2 separate regions of the Sus scrofa genome follow, and region 1 is linked to region 2. A link is a contact called in public Hi-C data. All regions are on one chromosome and are shown on one strand. The core of a region is the stretch at or near the end of the contact, and the rest is flanking DNA. Distances in the headings are between cores, read along the strand shown. Region 1 overlaps HUNK (hormonally up-regulated neu tumor-associated kinase). Region 2 holds the start of HUNK (hormonally up-regulated neu tumor-associated kinase).

The links. A called contact is a pair of places that touch in the nucleus more often than the background predicts.
Region 1: a contact with region 2 is called in a Hi-C map of embryonic fibroblasts, with 2.0 times the contacts expected there. The contact joins the enhancer-like site here to the promoter of HUNK in region 2. A contact is called at or near these places in 3 of 47 Hi-C or Micro-C datasets (brain, embryonic fibroblasts and fetal heart ventricle) and 1 of 2 datasets of contacts at active chromatin or transcription factors (skeletal muscle).

Annotation. Positions count from the first base shown.
Region 1 is chr13:195,601,604-195,607,780 of Sscrofa11.1, forward strand. HUNK (hormonally up-regulated neu tumor-associated kinase) reads left to right here. Exons shown (of 12, transcript XM_021070911.1): 4 at 3,549-3,684. Among named protein-coding and RNA genes, the nearest start is that of HUNK, 76 kb to the left of the region's middle. Within about 2 kb of position 3,353, at least 23 of the 83 cell types and tissues checked have an H3K27ac peak or open chromatin away from gene starts, as enhancers often do. A contact at or near this core is called in embryonic fibroblasts and skeletal muscle, where this site is marked.
Region 2 is chr13:195,526,097-195,532,802 of Sscrofa11.1, forward strand. HUNK (hormonally up-regulated neu tumor-associated kinase) reads left to right here and starts at 2,430. Exons shown (of 12, transcript XM_021070911.1): 1 at 2,430-4,293. The coding sequence starts at 2,842.

The DNA of each region.
Region 1 (6,177 bases), core at 2,103-4,602, 76 kb after region 2:
TAATCTTAAACTGTAAGAGCCATGATTTAAAATGATCTTGCACTTCGGTTTTCCAAAACAGCGTTCCGTCGGGGTGTTTTTTGAGATTCATCGCGAGCAGCTTTTGGAAAATGGAGTGATAATTGGCTTATGTGTTTACCAAATCTAACTGAGGCAGACCTGTGTGACATCACGGGGAGGTGACCGTCCCCCCAGTTTCACGATTCGAATTATAGGCATATGTGTCAACTTTTAATAATTACAGTTATGAATGCAAAACATACTCGTTATTTCTCTACAATATGTTTTAAATGAAACCCTTTCCACTAGGTCAACATACGTCCCTTAAAATGTGGATTTTTATCTTCTCCACTCCACAGATCCTCTGCTGGTTTATCTCCTTGAAACTGGGTTTAAGAGATGGTGAGACGCCAGTTCATAGGCTGGCCAGGCAGCAAGGCTCTTATCTCACCTCCTCTGCCCTCTTTTAAGATCAAGCATGTTTTTGTAGACCCAGGTCAGGAGTTGAGGGAGGAAACTGATGGAGTTAATGGAACCTGGTGGACATGAGAAAGGAAGTCTTGCTTTGGGGCTCTTGGACGATTGGGCCTCTAACATGACTATTGATGAAATTTCCTTAACATGGTGCCCCAAATAGTATAAACTTTTTTTTTTTTTTTTTTGCCATTTCTTGGGCTGCTTCCGCAGCATATGGAGGTTCCCAGGCTAGGGATCGAACCGGAGCTGTAGCCGACCACCTACGCCAGAGCCACAGCAACTCGGGATCTGAGCCACATCTGCGACTTACACCACAGCTCACGGCAACGACAGATCCTTAACCCACTGAGCAAGGCCAGGGATCGAACCCACAAGCTCATGATTCCTAGTCGGATTCGCTAACCACTGAGCAACGATGGGAACTCCCCAAATAGTATAAGCTTTATTCCATGGTGTGCCGTCTCTGTCTTCCCCTAGTGGGCGCTCTTCATGCCTTGGTTGTTTCATTACATTTCCTTTGAGGATATTACACGACCATGGCATTCAAAGCTAATAGTAGATTTTTCTACTTATGCACCCCCTCCCCCAACTTCAGTGATGCTACAGGGTGGGATCTGAGAAGAGGGGCCCTCAGATCCTTTTGAACAGAGATCTCCACCTAAAATACAAATGCAAGAGAGCCTCGTGGCTCCTGAAGGACCTTTTAAAAAAAATTATTAGGAGTTCCCATCATGGCTCAGTGGTTAACGAATCTGACTAGCATCCACGAGGATACAGGTTCGATCCCTGGCCTCGCTCAGTGGGTTAAGGATCCTGTGTTGCCATGAGCTATGGTGTAGGTTGCAGATGTGGCTCAGATCCCATGTTGCTGTGGCCGTGGTGTAGGCTGGCAGCTACAGCTCCGATTCTACCCGTAGCCTGGAAACCTCCATATGCCACCAGTGCAGCCCTAAAAAAGACCAAAAAAAAAAAAAAAATTAATTTTATGGCCACTCCTGTGACATATGGAAGTTCCCAGGCTGGGGACTGAATCAAGTTGCAGCTGAGACTTCCGAGGTGGAACCACTGTACCCAGCCAGGGATCGAACCCACACCTCTGTGACCACCCGAGCCACTACTGTTGGATTCTTAACCTACTGCGCTACAGCAGGAAGTCCCTGAAGCGGCCCTTCTGGGGCAGGTTTTGTGGGGGCTACTGGTGCAGGCTGGCCCAATGGGAAAGGAAATAGGGGTCTTTGTTCCCTTCTTTGTGAGGGTGAGCGTGGAAGGGTAGCGAGCAGAGGAAGAGAGGAAGAGGGTGGTTAAGCGAGGAAAAAAAATCATATTAAAAAAACTCAAACAGGAGTTCCCTTTGTGGTGCAGCGGAAAGGAATCAGACTAGGAACCATGAGGTTGTGGGTTCGATCCCTGGCCTTGCTCAGTGAGTTAAAGATCTGGCATTGCCGTGAGCTGTGGTGTGGGGTGAGCTGTGGTTCAGGTCGCAGATGCGGCTCGGATCTGGCATTGCTGTGGCTATGGCATAGGCCGGCAGCTGTAGCTCCACTTAGACCCCTAGCCTGGGAACCTCCACATGTCGCAGGTGCTGCTCTCAAATAGACCAAAAAAAAAAAAAAAAAAAAAAAAAAAAAATCCCAAACAACCCAAAGCAAAAGAAGAGACAAAAGGTGTGAACACGTGGCCTTCCTGGTTGCTTTGCCCATCTCGATTTTGGTTCTGATGCTTCATTCCACACCAAAGCTGAAGAGTTTGAGTCATCTTCACGGCCTTAGAGCATTTTCAGAGCTCTCCTTGGCTGGGCTTCTATTTAGAAACACTCTCTCATTATACAGCTTAACCCAGTGACTGCTGGGAGAATTTTCAGCGGTGCCTCCTGACCTGTGGTGTGTGAGCAATTTCTTGGGCTCACAGCCCTATCCCACCCCATGTTTCTCCTCTCTGGAACTTTCCTCCAGCTTTCACAAGAGCCCTGGCTTTGCAGGTGGAAACAGGTGAGCGTCAAGGAGAAAACACAGTCAATGAAATTAGCTGTAAATCCTTCTCGTTAGAAGGTCGCAAGGGTTTTGTTCTCCCATCTCCCAGCCACAGCCCCTTTCTGACTGCACCCCGTGGGCTGAGTCTTCTGTTTAGGGGACCAGAACCATAATATTTACATTGATGTTCAAAGGAGGAGCCAGGCTCTTCATTCTGCGATCCACAGCCATGGAGGAAAGTTATCAGATGAAGACCAAACACGAACAGCTCTCTAATGACCTGTCAGTTGCTGTATCTGGAAGATCAAAAGTAAACACAGCACAAAAGGCAGAATGGACCCGGCGTGGCTTCAGATGCACCGGGCTCTTTCTTCTTCCCCCGCTGCCTTCATCAGCCAGGAACAAAGCAGTGCTAGGCGGTCATTTAGTCTCCTTCTCATTGCTATCTTTCTGGCGTTAGTTTTTCCTGCCAACACTCAGCGTTGTCTAAACTGGTGGGTGTATTTCTTCCCCCCCCCCGCCCCCCCGCTTCAAATCACCATCTGTTGCTGCTTGCACTGGGAGCATTTTTAAGAGACTTGCTTGAAATGAAAACAGTCGGAAAAGTCAGCTCTAACTGGTGGGATTGCATGTCACCTGGGGTGACACCAACGCCAGCCAGAGAAAATCAATCTTCCTTTGGCTTGTCCCCACTTGGCCACCTGGAAGCCAGCAGGCTGACGCCAAGGACTCCTGCCTGTTTTCTCCCCCTGCCTTAATCCTAGAAAGCGAAGGCTGTTTTTTTTTCCTGGATGACTCATTTCCAAGATTTGATGAAAATATGTTTCGGTTCAGCATACTTTTCAGCTCTGGCTGGATTCAACTGTGAGGCCTGATAGAAAATGTTTCCAGTTCCACAAGGGAACCACCGCCTGACATTCTTTTGTCTTGAGACCCACTTCCAGAGGTTATGGTTCGCAGCTGCTGGGTTTCCTCTTGGATGCGAAATGATGTGTGAGCCTGAGACCGTGTTTCCTGTCCTGCTGCCTTCCCCTCCCCCTCTTCTCCTTCATTTCCACAGTTTTCTAATTCGGAGCCGGTTTTGTCCTCTCCTCTTTGCAGACTTTGGTTTGAGCAACTGTGCGGGGATCCTGGGCCACTCAGACCCGTTCAGCACGCAGTGTGGCAGCCCCGCGTACGCCGCGCCCGAACTGCTGGCCAGGAAGAAATACGGCCCCAAAATCGATGTCTGGTCCATGTGAGTTATCGAGCTTCTAAGAGTGAATGTTCCCTCCTGCTGCCTGCATCCTCCCTGTCTTAGGAAATGACCTTTGAGTATTTGATGAGCATCAGTTATAGGCTCAGGGCTCTTTATCCAGGGGTTCTTTGGGGTCCCACTTTACACCTCTGCTCTTTCTGTATTTTCCTTTTTTTTTTTTTTTTTTGTCTTTTTGCCTTTTCTAGGGCTGCCCCCATGGCACATGGAGGTTCCCAGGCCAGGGGTCCAATCTGAGCTGTAGCCACCGGCCTACGCCACAGCTCACAGCAACGCAGGATCCTTAACCCACTGAGCAATGCCAGGGATCGAACCTGCAACCTCATGGTTCCTAGTCAGATTCGTTAACCACTGAGCCACGATGGGAACTCCTCTTTCTGTCTTTGCTCCACCAACTGCCTGAGAGGCCTTCGTTCCAGTTCCCTCAGGTGCTGGGGGAGAGAGAAACAGCCTATACTCCTCGAGATCAAGGCCTGGCTGCATGAGTCACTTGTGCCCTTTCCCTGTTTAAAATCTCCCAAAGCTGAGTTCCTGTTGTAGCTCAGTGGGTTAAGAATCCGAAGAGGATCCATGAGGATACGGGTTGGATCCCTGGCCTTGCTCAGTGGGTGAAGGATCCGGCGTTGCCATGAGCTGTGGTGTAGGTCACAGAAACGGCTCGGATCTGGCATTGCCGTGGCTGTGATGTAGGCCAGCAGGTGCAGCTCTGATTCAGCCCCTAGCCTGGGAACCTCCATACGCGACAGGTGCAGCCCTAAAAACCAAACCAAAACATAAAATCTCCCAAAGCTTTCCATCAGCGTCTGCATAAAACCCAACCTGGGTGCCTGGCCACACTCCTGGTGGGCCTGCCCACCTGCCTCCGCTTCTTCACCTACCACCCCCTCCTCTGCTCCGAGTTCTTCGGATCCACTGGCCTCCACTTGGTCTTCCGTACCTCTGGGCTTTGCAGCCCCTATTTCTTTCTTTTATTGAGGCGTGGTTGACGTACAACTAGAAAGATATATCATACTAGTTTCAGGTGTGCAACACAGTGATTCAACGTATGTATGTATGATTCAATACATTCAGCATATTCAATGTATATGTTCTAGGACCTGATCATCACAGTAAGTCAGTCTAGTCACCACCGGTCACCATCCTTGCCCACATTCCCAATGCTGTACGTCACCTGCCCATGACTTCTTTATAACTGGACGTCTGTATCTCTTAATCCCCTTCGCCTATTTTGCTCAACCCCCCCCCCCCCACGTCCCTCCCTGCTGGTGAGCACTTGCTGTTGCTTTTGCCTGGCATGCCAGTTCCCGGCTCTTCAAATGGCCCGTCCATTCCCACATCCCGGGGTTAATCCAGTGTCCTCTCTGCAGAGTCCATCTCTTGTTCCAAGGAGATTTCAGTACCTGGCACGAAGCCCGGGCTGGAGGGGAAGGAAGGAGGGAGGGAGGGAAGGAGAAAAAGGAGAGGGAGGGGAGGAGAGAGGGAGAGACCGGAATTTCACCCAGGTGAACAGCAGCTGAAGGGTCAGGGGCTAAGGCTGGCACAGGAAGCAAACCCAGGGCGGGGAGCTGGGGAGGGGGTTTCGGGAAATTCTAGTTGGAGAAGATTGAGAGTTCCCAGAGATGAGAATATGAATCTGAGGGCATCAGAATCTCCGGAACTTTTCGAGAAAGGGCTAGCTCTGCTCGGCGTCTTCAGCCAGGGAGTGAAACAAGTTGGGGGCGGGGGAGGGGTGGATCAGCTCCTGTTGCTGGGTGCTTGGCGGTGACTGTCCCCTTTGCTCCTCAGGACAGTCTCTGAGGCCGTTTCTTACCCTCTTTTTCATGGACAGGAGGGAGGCTCGCTGGTTAGCGCCTCCCAGAGCCACACAGCCTGCGAGCTGTGCTTGGCACTCAAGGCTTTTCACGCCTCCGTCTGAGCTCCTGGTTCTTTCCACCTCTCACGAGGAGGTGTGAACCTTGCAGATGGGGAGAGAGTGGCCTGGCTGCTGACTGGCTGGGGCCACCAGGGAGGGGCGGCAGGAAGCAGAGGCAGCGGACACGTTCTCCTTGAGGTGCCCTGGGTGGTTTGACTGGCCCTGCGCTCTTTCTGTGCTGCGCCCAGATGCGCCTCAGAATCCTTCTCAACACAGCCCTGCCGGCGGCCAGCAGCGGTGGATCAGAGTCAGGGTGCAGGTGAGGTCCATTCTTGGTCTCATAAGCGGCTGGCACATAATCTGCCCTTAATAAATATTTATTTATTAAGAGATGGACATGAAAGTTTGAATCCGTAACCTGGAGAATGGGGCATCTGAAAGACCAGGGGCTTCCAAGGGCATCTCAGAACTGTGGCGACAGGGAACAGGGAGGGTGACATAATGATCAAAGGTAAAGAGAGGGCGGTAGGTTGGAGAGGAGGTGACAGGCTGCTCCTGAGGTCCTGCTCTCCAGGCGCCTGGACAATGTAGCGTCATCACCGGTTGTCATGGTGATGAGGCTC
Region 2 (6,706 bases), core at 1,180-3,679:
CCCCGGTCTGTGACCGACTGAGGGACTTTGTCTTCCTTCGCCTTTGCATCGCGCCCCTTCAACAGCTGGGAGCTGTGAAAAGATATCAGTGGACGTGAACTCAGGGGACACGAGTTCAAGTCCTGCCCCTGGGATTTACTGGAAGTTTTGCTTGGGGAAATGAACGCATAGGATTCACAGGATGTCTTCCAGGCAGAGTTGATTCATGCCTGCTGTCCGTGCTTTGCTATCTGTTCCTTCTCCAGTCACCAGCCCGCTTCTGCCAGCCTAACCCCCTCTAGCCAACTTTCATTTCCTAGCCGTGCCAGCCTGATTACTTCTAATTGTCTTTGACTGCTTCCAGCTGGGTCTCCTAGCTGGCGTTCTGTGGGAGCACATAGACCGTCTCCCAGCCATATGGAAGGAGGAGATGGGGAAGGAGACGGGGAGGAAGGAAGCAGCTGGTCCAAGTCAACCGAGAAAGCTTTTCACGGCTTCCCAGCCCACTGTGTTGGTAACGTTTTTTTTAAAGGGTTAACTCATCCAAGGTAGAGAATGGCCCATCTCGGACAATTTGTTGACCTCCCTTGGCCACCAACAATATAATGGCAAACGCTTTTAGAAAGTGAATAGAAATGTCTTCCTCCGTGGAGTTCCCGTTGTGGCTCAGTGGTTGACGAAACCGACTAGGAACCATGAGGTTGTGGGTTCGATCCCTGGCCTTGCTCAGTGGGTTAAGGATCCGGCGTTGCCGTGAGCTGTGGTGTAGGTTGCAGATGCGGCTCAGATCCCACGTTGCTGTGGCTCTGGTGTAGGTTGGTGGCTACAGCTCTGATTCGACCCTTAGCCTGGGAACCTCCATATGTCGTGAGAGTGGCCCAAGAAATGGCAAAAAAAAAAAAGAAAAATAAGACCAAAAAAAAGAAATGTCTTCCCCCAGGGCAGAGCGGATTCTTGCTGTCCGGAGCAATGAAACTCCATTCACTGGAGAATCAGGGAATGATACTTTTCATTCATTTGCTCAACAAGTATCTATTGAATGATGACCATGTCTCAGCCACTGTGCTAGGTGCCCCAGGGCAAAGAGAATATAAAATAAGGCAGCTCCCAACTCAGTGAGTCTAAAAGAAAAGAAAGACATTCACAGGAAGTAATACAGGACTTAAGGAGCGTGAGTGATGTGTAATAAGAGAGGGTGAATAGCCTCTTCCAATTCATTGACTGGGCTTCATGGGGAAGCGAGGGATCAGCTTTGCTGGGTAGAAATGGGTCAAAGGCAGCAGATTGGGTGTGGGTGTGGGTGTGGGTGTGGGTGTGGTACAGGCAGAGGTGCAGAGGTAAGGAAGTCACATCCCGGATGAAGAGAGCTGAAATGGAGCGCTCAGGGAGATGCTCCAGGAGGGTAAGAAATTTAGTCGGCGATAATTAGTAAAGACTCTTCAATGCTGGATTACTGCCTTTCAACCAGTTGTTTTCTGCCCGTCTATCACATAAGAGGGCAATGCATTGTTTTGTGTCCTAATCTGTCGTCCAGAAAGGAATGTGCTGGGTTATTCCTTATTAAACAAGGCCATTTCAGAGAACAGGACCTGTAGTTCCAAAACCAGTTACTAAGCCCAGGCAGGATGCAATTCGGACTTCTCTTTGGATCCATCCCAGATGACAGAATTAGCAGTGAACTTGAATGAAGCCCAGGCATCAGGCTTGGAAAAGAATGAATGGGCCTGGATTTTCTCTCTTCTTCACCCCTTTCCTGACCTCTACCCCGAGAGGATAATTAAAAGGAAAGAAAATCTCTATTTCATTGTAAATGTCTTCCACCATTTTTGTATCTGGATCAGCTAACTTTTCTTTTTTAAGGCCACAGAGAGACTCTGATGAACTATCTCTGGCATCTGCCTGACTCTATTATAAAGTAATTTCTAAATGTTCATACAAAGCTAATTATCCTAAAAATTAAATAAATTCATTCTCAACTAATACATACACATGGAAGAGACTCTACAACCTTTTCTGAAAGAGGATTCAGCACGGTTTTGATCCCAAAGTGAGCTCTATATTCCTTATCCATGAGGCGTTCTTTGAACATTCACTCTGCAGGCACTATGCCAGTCACACAGCCCGCTTCTCCTCCCATGTTATTGTCCTAAAATTTGATGATTGAATTGACGACGTTACAGCGATGAGATCGGCCTTGCAGAAATTATGGGGGTGGGGTGGGTGCGAAGAAGTCCCTTAAACACGGCGAGGAAAACAGTTGAAAGTGTATTTTTAATATTTGAAAAAGGGAACAATGAGAAGACTTGAAAACGAGCCCAGTCATAACGCGCCAGTAGGTGATCACAGCATCTTTAAATCAGATCTACCTGAAAGAGGCGTTTCTCTGGGTCACTGTTCTAATGGGTCAGAAAGCCCCCAAGACACTGGATTAATGAAGGCAGCCCCCCCCATCCCGCCCCGCTCCGCCCCGATTTCAGAGCATTGACTTGCATCATGCCCTAATTGTTTACCAAGGAATCAGTAAGGAAAGGAAGTTGGTTAGGACCGAATCCTCCCTTTCAACTCGGATGTTGTAATATCAGGGGTAAACCATGCATTAAACGCTGGCGCCTTTTATCTGGCTGCTCAACAGGTTGCATTTTGTAAATGCCTCCCCCTACCTAGCTCCCCCGGCTCCCGCAACACTATTCCTCATTTTTGGTTTGAGAAGACGTTGGGGATCCTGGAGAAGAAGATCGGAGTCGGCAGGGCAGCTACACTTGTTTACCGGGAATAAGCAGAGTCAAGGCGCACACAGAACAAAAGCCGCCAGGAGCAGGGAGCGCTGGTCCACCTCATCCTGCAATCGCCAGCATCATTTCAATGGGAAGCAGAGAAGGTGTAAACGTACAAGCAGAGGCAGCAAACGCCCTGGTGGCTGTGTTGTTGCTGCTACTATTATTGTTACGGCTGCTCCTCCTCCAACACAGCGTTCCTGTCTGGTGTGAGCCCGGGCAGACGCCCCGCCACCTCTCCATCCTTCCTTCCAACCATCCATCTAGCTCTCCATCCAGGCTCCACAGGGCCCTACTGTGTGCCAGGCCCGGGACTGGACACCGGGCACCTAACCCACAGTCCACCCAGTTCGAGAGCGCCTCCCTCCCTTCCTCCTGCCCCAGGAGGGTGCGGCTCGGGGGTGGGGGATCTCTTCGCGGAAAGGTCCAGAAAGCCCGAGCCCAGAATCCCGGCGAGAGGCGCAGCTGGAGGCGGCCCGACTTGGGCGGCCCGGGAGCGCGCGCCTCCGAGGCCGCGCGGGGTCCCCCTGTCTGGCGCTCAGGTGGCTCCGCCGCCCACTCCGCCGCTCCCGCTCCCAGGGCCCTCCCCTCTCCGGCGAGGGTCGAGTTTGGCTGTTGCGCGCGGGGAGGGAGGGGCTACGAGGGATTTGAAAGTGCACAGGCTGCGGAGTGGAGCTCGCATCTGTTCCCGCCGCCCGCGACCGGATTAAATTTCTGCAAATTCAAACTGAATGGGGCTTTCTTCCGCTGCCTTCCAGAGGGCGCCTGCAGCCCGCCGCGCGCTGCTCTCGGGCGGGAGCGGCTGCCCGGCGCGCAGCTAGGAGCCAGCGAGCCGGACCCGAGCCCGTGCGGGCCGACCGGCGGCAGCGGCGAGGGCGGAGGCTGCCAAGGCGCCCGGGCTCCGGGACCAGGCATCCCGGCTCCCGGACCGGGCATCGGACCGCGCCCCCCGCCTCCCCTCCCCGGCCCGCGCGCTCCCTGCTCACCCGAGCCGGGCGACAGTCACCAGCCGCCCGGACGGGACTCCGGCTCCCGAAAGGGGCCCGGGCGACCCTCGGAAGAAGAACTTCTTGGGGGCGGGCCCCGTGTACCCCGCGGCCCCGGCGGCCGCTATTGTCTGCGTGCGGCGCTCGGCGGCGGTCGGGGGCGCGGGAGCCGCGGACCGGGCGGGGCTGGGCCCAGGGCGGCGGCGGGAGGAGCCGGGGCAGCCGGACCAGGAGGAGGAGGAGCCGCGAGCGCGGGAGACGAGCCGAAGCGGCGCGGGCCGCGGGCGAGCGCGATGCCGGCGGCGGCGGGGGACGGGCTCCTGGGAGAGCCGGCGGCGCCAGGGGGCGGCGGTGGCGCGGAGGACGCGGCCAGGCCGGCGGCGGCCTGCGAGGGAAGTTTCCTGCCGGCCTGGGTGAGCGGCGTGCCCCGCGAGCGGCTCCGCGACTTCCAGCACCACAAGCGCGTGGGCAACTACCTCATCGGCAGCAGGAAGCTGGGCGAGGGCTCCTTCGCCAAGGTGCGCGAGGGGCTGCACGTGCTGACCGGAGAGAAGGTGAGCCGCCCGGACGCCGATCTCTGACCCTTGGGTTGGGGGGTCGGGGCGGGAAGGGGGACCCTGCCGAGAGCACTGCGCGGCGAGTCCGGTGGCGGAGCCCCGGCCGGGCGCCTCCCCTTTTGCCTGCCTTTCCTCTGGGGTTGAAAGAGGGGTCGAACCAAATGCACGCGCAGGCCCTCGCAGCCGGCTTACCGGCCTTTCCCGAGGGGCGATCTGGGGTCACTTTTCCCGAGGGGGCCGCTGCTTTACTCGCGATCTGCCTGCAGCCTTTTTGCTCCTGGAAGGGCGCCGCCTGGCGGACACCGGCGCGGGGGGGTGGAGGTGGGGGTGGGGGACCCTGCTTTTGGGGCAGGTAGGGGCTTGGATCAGTGGAAAGGCTGAAACCAGGGCTGGAGTGCGTGGACCCCTTATGATGAGGGTCGGGGAGCTGATTAGCCAGCTCTTGGGGGAACTTAGAGTCGGATCCCCCTCCTGGGCTCTGGGGAGGGGGTGGGGGAAGGCCCCAGAGGCATTCCCACCCGTGTGTGTGGTGGGGACAGCTAGGGGAGGTTTTTCCTGCTCGGAGGAGGGTTTTCACACGCCCACCCTCTACCCACCCTTCCCACCCCTCCATCCCAGCCATTCCGCCCCCTCCCCCGTCCTCGCTCCAGCCGCTGGGGTGGGAGCTACAGAAAGAATCTTGCTCTGGCAGACACAGGACTACGCACTGATACCCCCTGACTTCAGAGGTTGGGAGACCCCTTCTTATCTTTTTGGAAGAGGGGGAAGCAAAGGAGGACCCTCCCAGCCACTTGGAGGGGCACTCTCTCCATCCTTGGGAAAAGTTAGGGGTTGTGAAGCCACCCTTGCCAGGCAAGACCCAGGTAGACCTAAGCTGCAACTTAGATCTGTGAGAAGAAACCCCAAGTGTGATGACTTTGAAGGCAAAACTCAAGCTGGGAGGCTGCCCCAGGCTCGTGATGGCTTCAGACTTGAGGCTCCCTCCAGGCTGCAGCTTGCTCAGGTGGGGTCCTAGTCCCCCTTTGTGGTCCATTCACCAGGGAGGCGACAACAGTGTGGGAGGGACAGGAAAGCTCCCGGCTTCCTACCTTCCCTTCCACCTCCTGACGTGGGATCCTCCGCGCAGCCTCGGAGCTCCTGGCTCTGCCGGGGGACGAACTGCCCTGCCCTCCTGTCCCAGCCTCTCCCAGCTTTAGTCTCCTTCTGCCATTCCCCATCATGTCCCATGTCATACAGCCTCTTGCATTAGAGTCCATCGCCCTTGTCCCTTGTCCTCTGTTCCTGCGGCTGCTGGGATGGGGGGGTGGTGCGCCTTTGTTTTGGGTAAGTGGGGTTAGAGTGAGTAGTTCTAAAAGTGCCTCTTGGCTTGAATTTCCACGCACAAGGGGAGTGTGCAGGATGAACTCACTGAACGGAGTAACTCTTCAAAGAAGAAGAAGGAAAAAAAACCCCTCCAGACCTCATTCTAAGTCCAAAAAGAGCCAGGCACTCTTTCCTCCAGGGTTTACCGTGCTGGGAACTTACACATCCAGTCTGGGCACCAGGGTGACCGGGGACCCCAGCTCGATAATTACAGTGTGCTCACTTCTCAGTGCCTGTGTAAATTCCTCTTGGCCTGAGTGATAGAACTTTATTTTCATTCGAAGGTATAGGATTCAGTCTGATCGTGCATATTTCCTTCTGAAACTTAGCAAAAAGAGAGGGCGTGATGACCAAGGTTAGGAGCCGGCTCGATTCCCCTGCCCTGCTGCTCAGTTGCTTCTGGCTGCCGTCCACTTTCCTGAGCGCTGCGGGGCTGTGGCTCCGGCTCCTCACCAATGCATTTCAGCTCCATAAGATCAGGCTGTTAGCCTTGGCTGACCTGCCCTAGAATGCACTCAGAGCTGGGTCCCTAGCCAGGCGCTTGGGTTCTGGAACTCTCCTGGGCCCCCAGGCATGCTGGAATTTGGGGAATTCCTGCCCAGACGGGGTCCAGCAAGGATCCCCCTGCACCCTTAGGGGCTCCCCCTCATTTATCTCATCTTGTCTTTCTTAAACGACTCATCTCACTTCATCTCTCAAGGGCAGGGACTATTAATTGATGTAAAATTGTTGCACTGAACTAATTGATTGGCTCTAGTTAGGGAGGGTGGTTCTTGGGGTGGAGGAAGAGTTTGGGAAATTTTTGTACTGTGCCCTATTTCGGTCATGGGAATCGGGGCTCTGGGACCAAAAGCATCATGAGAAATCTGGATTTTAGTTTGCTTACTGGCCAGCTTCAAAGACACAGTGGGTGTCATTCTTAACTTTTATCTCCCCAATCCAGCACCTTTAATGCTTAACTAATAGATTTGCTTTTTGACACATCATAGAGATTAAAGTGTGTGTGTGTGTGTGTGTGTGTGTGTGTGTGTGAGTGAGTGAGAGAGAG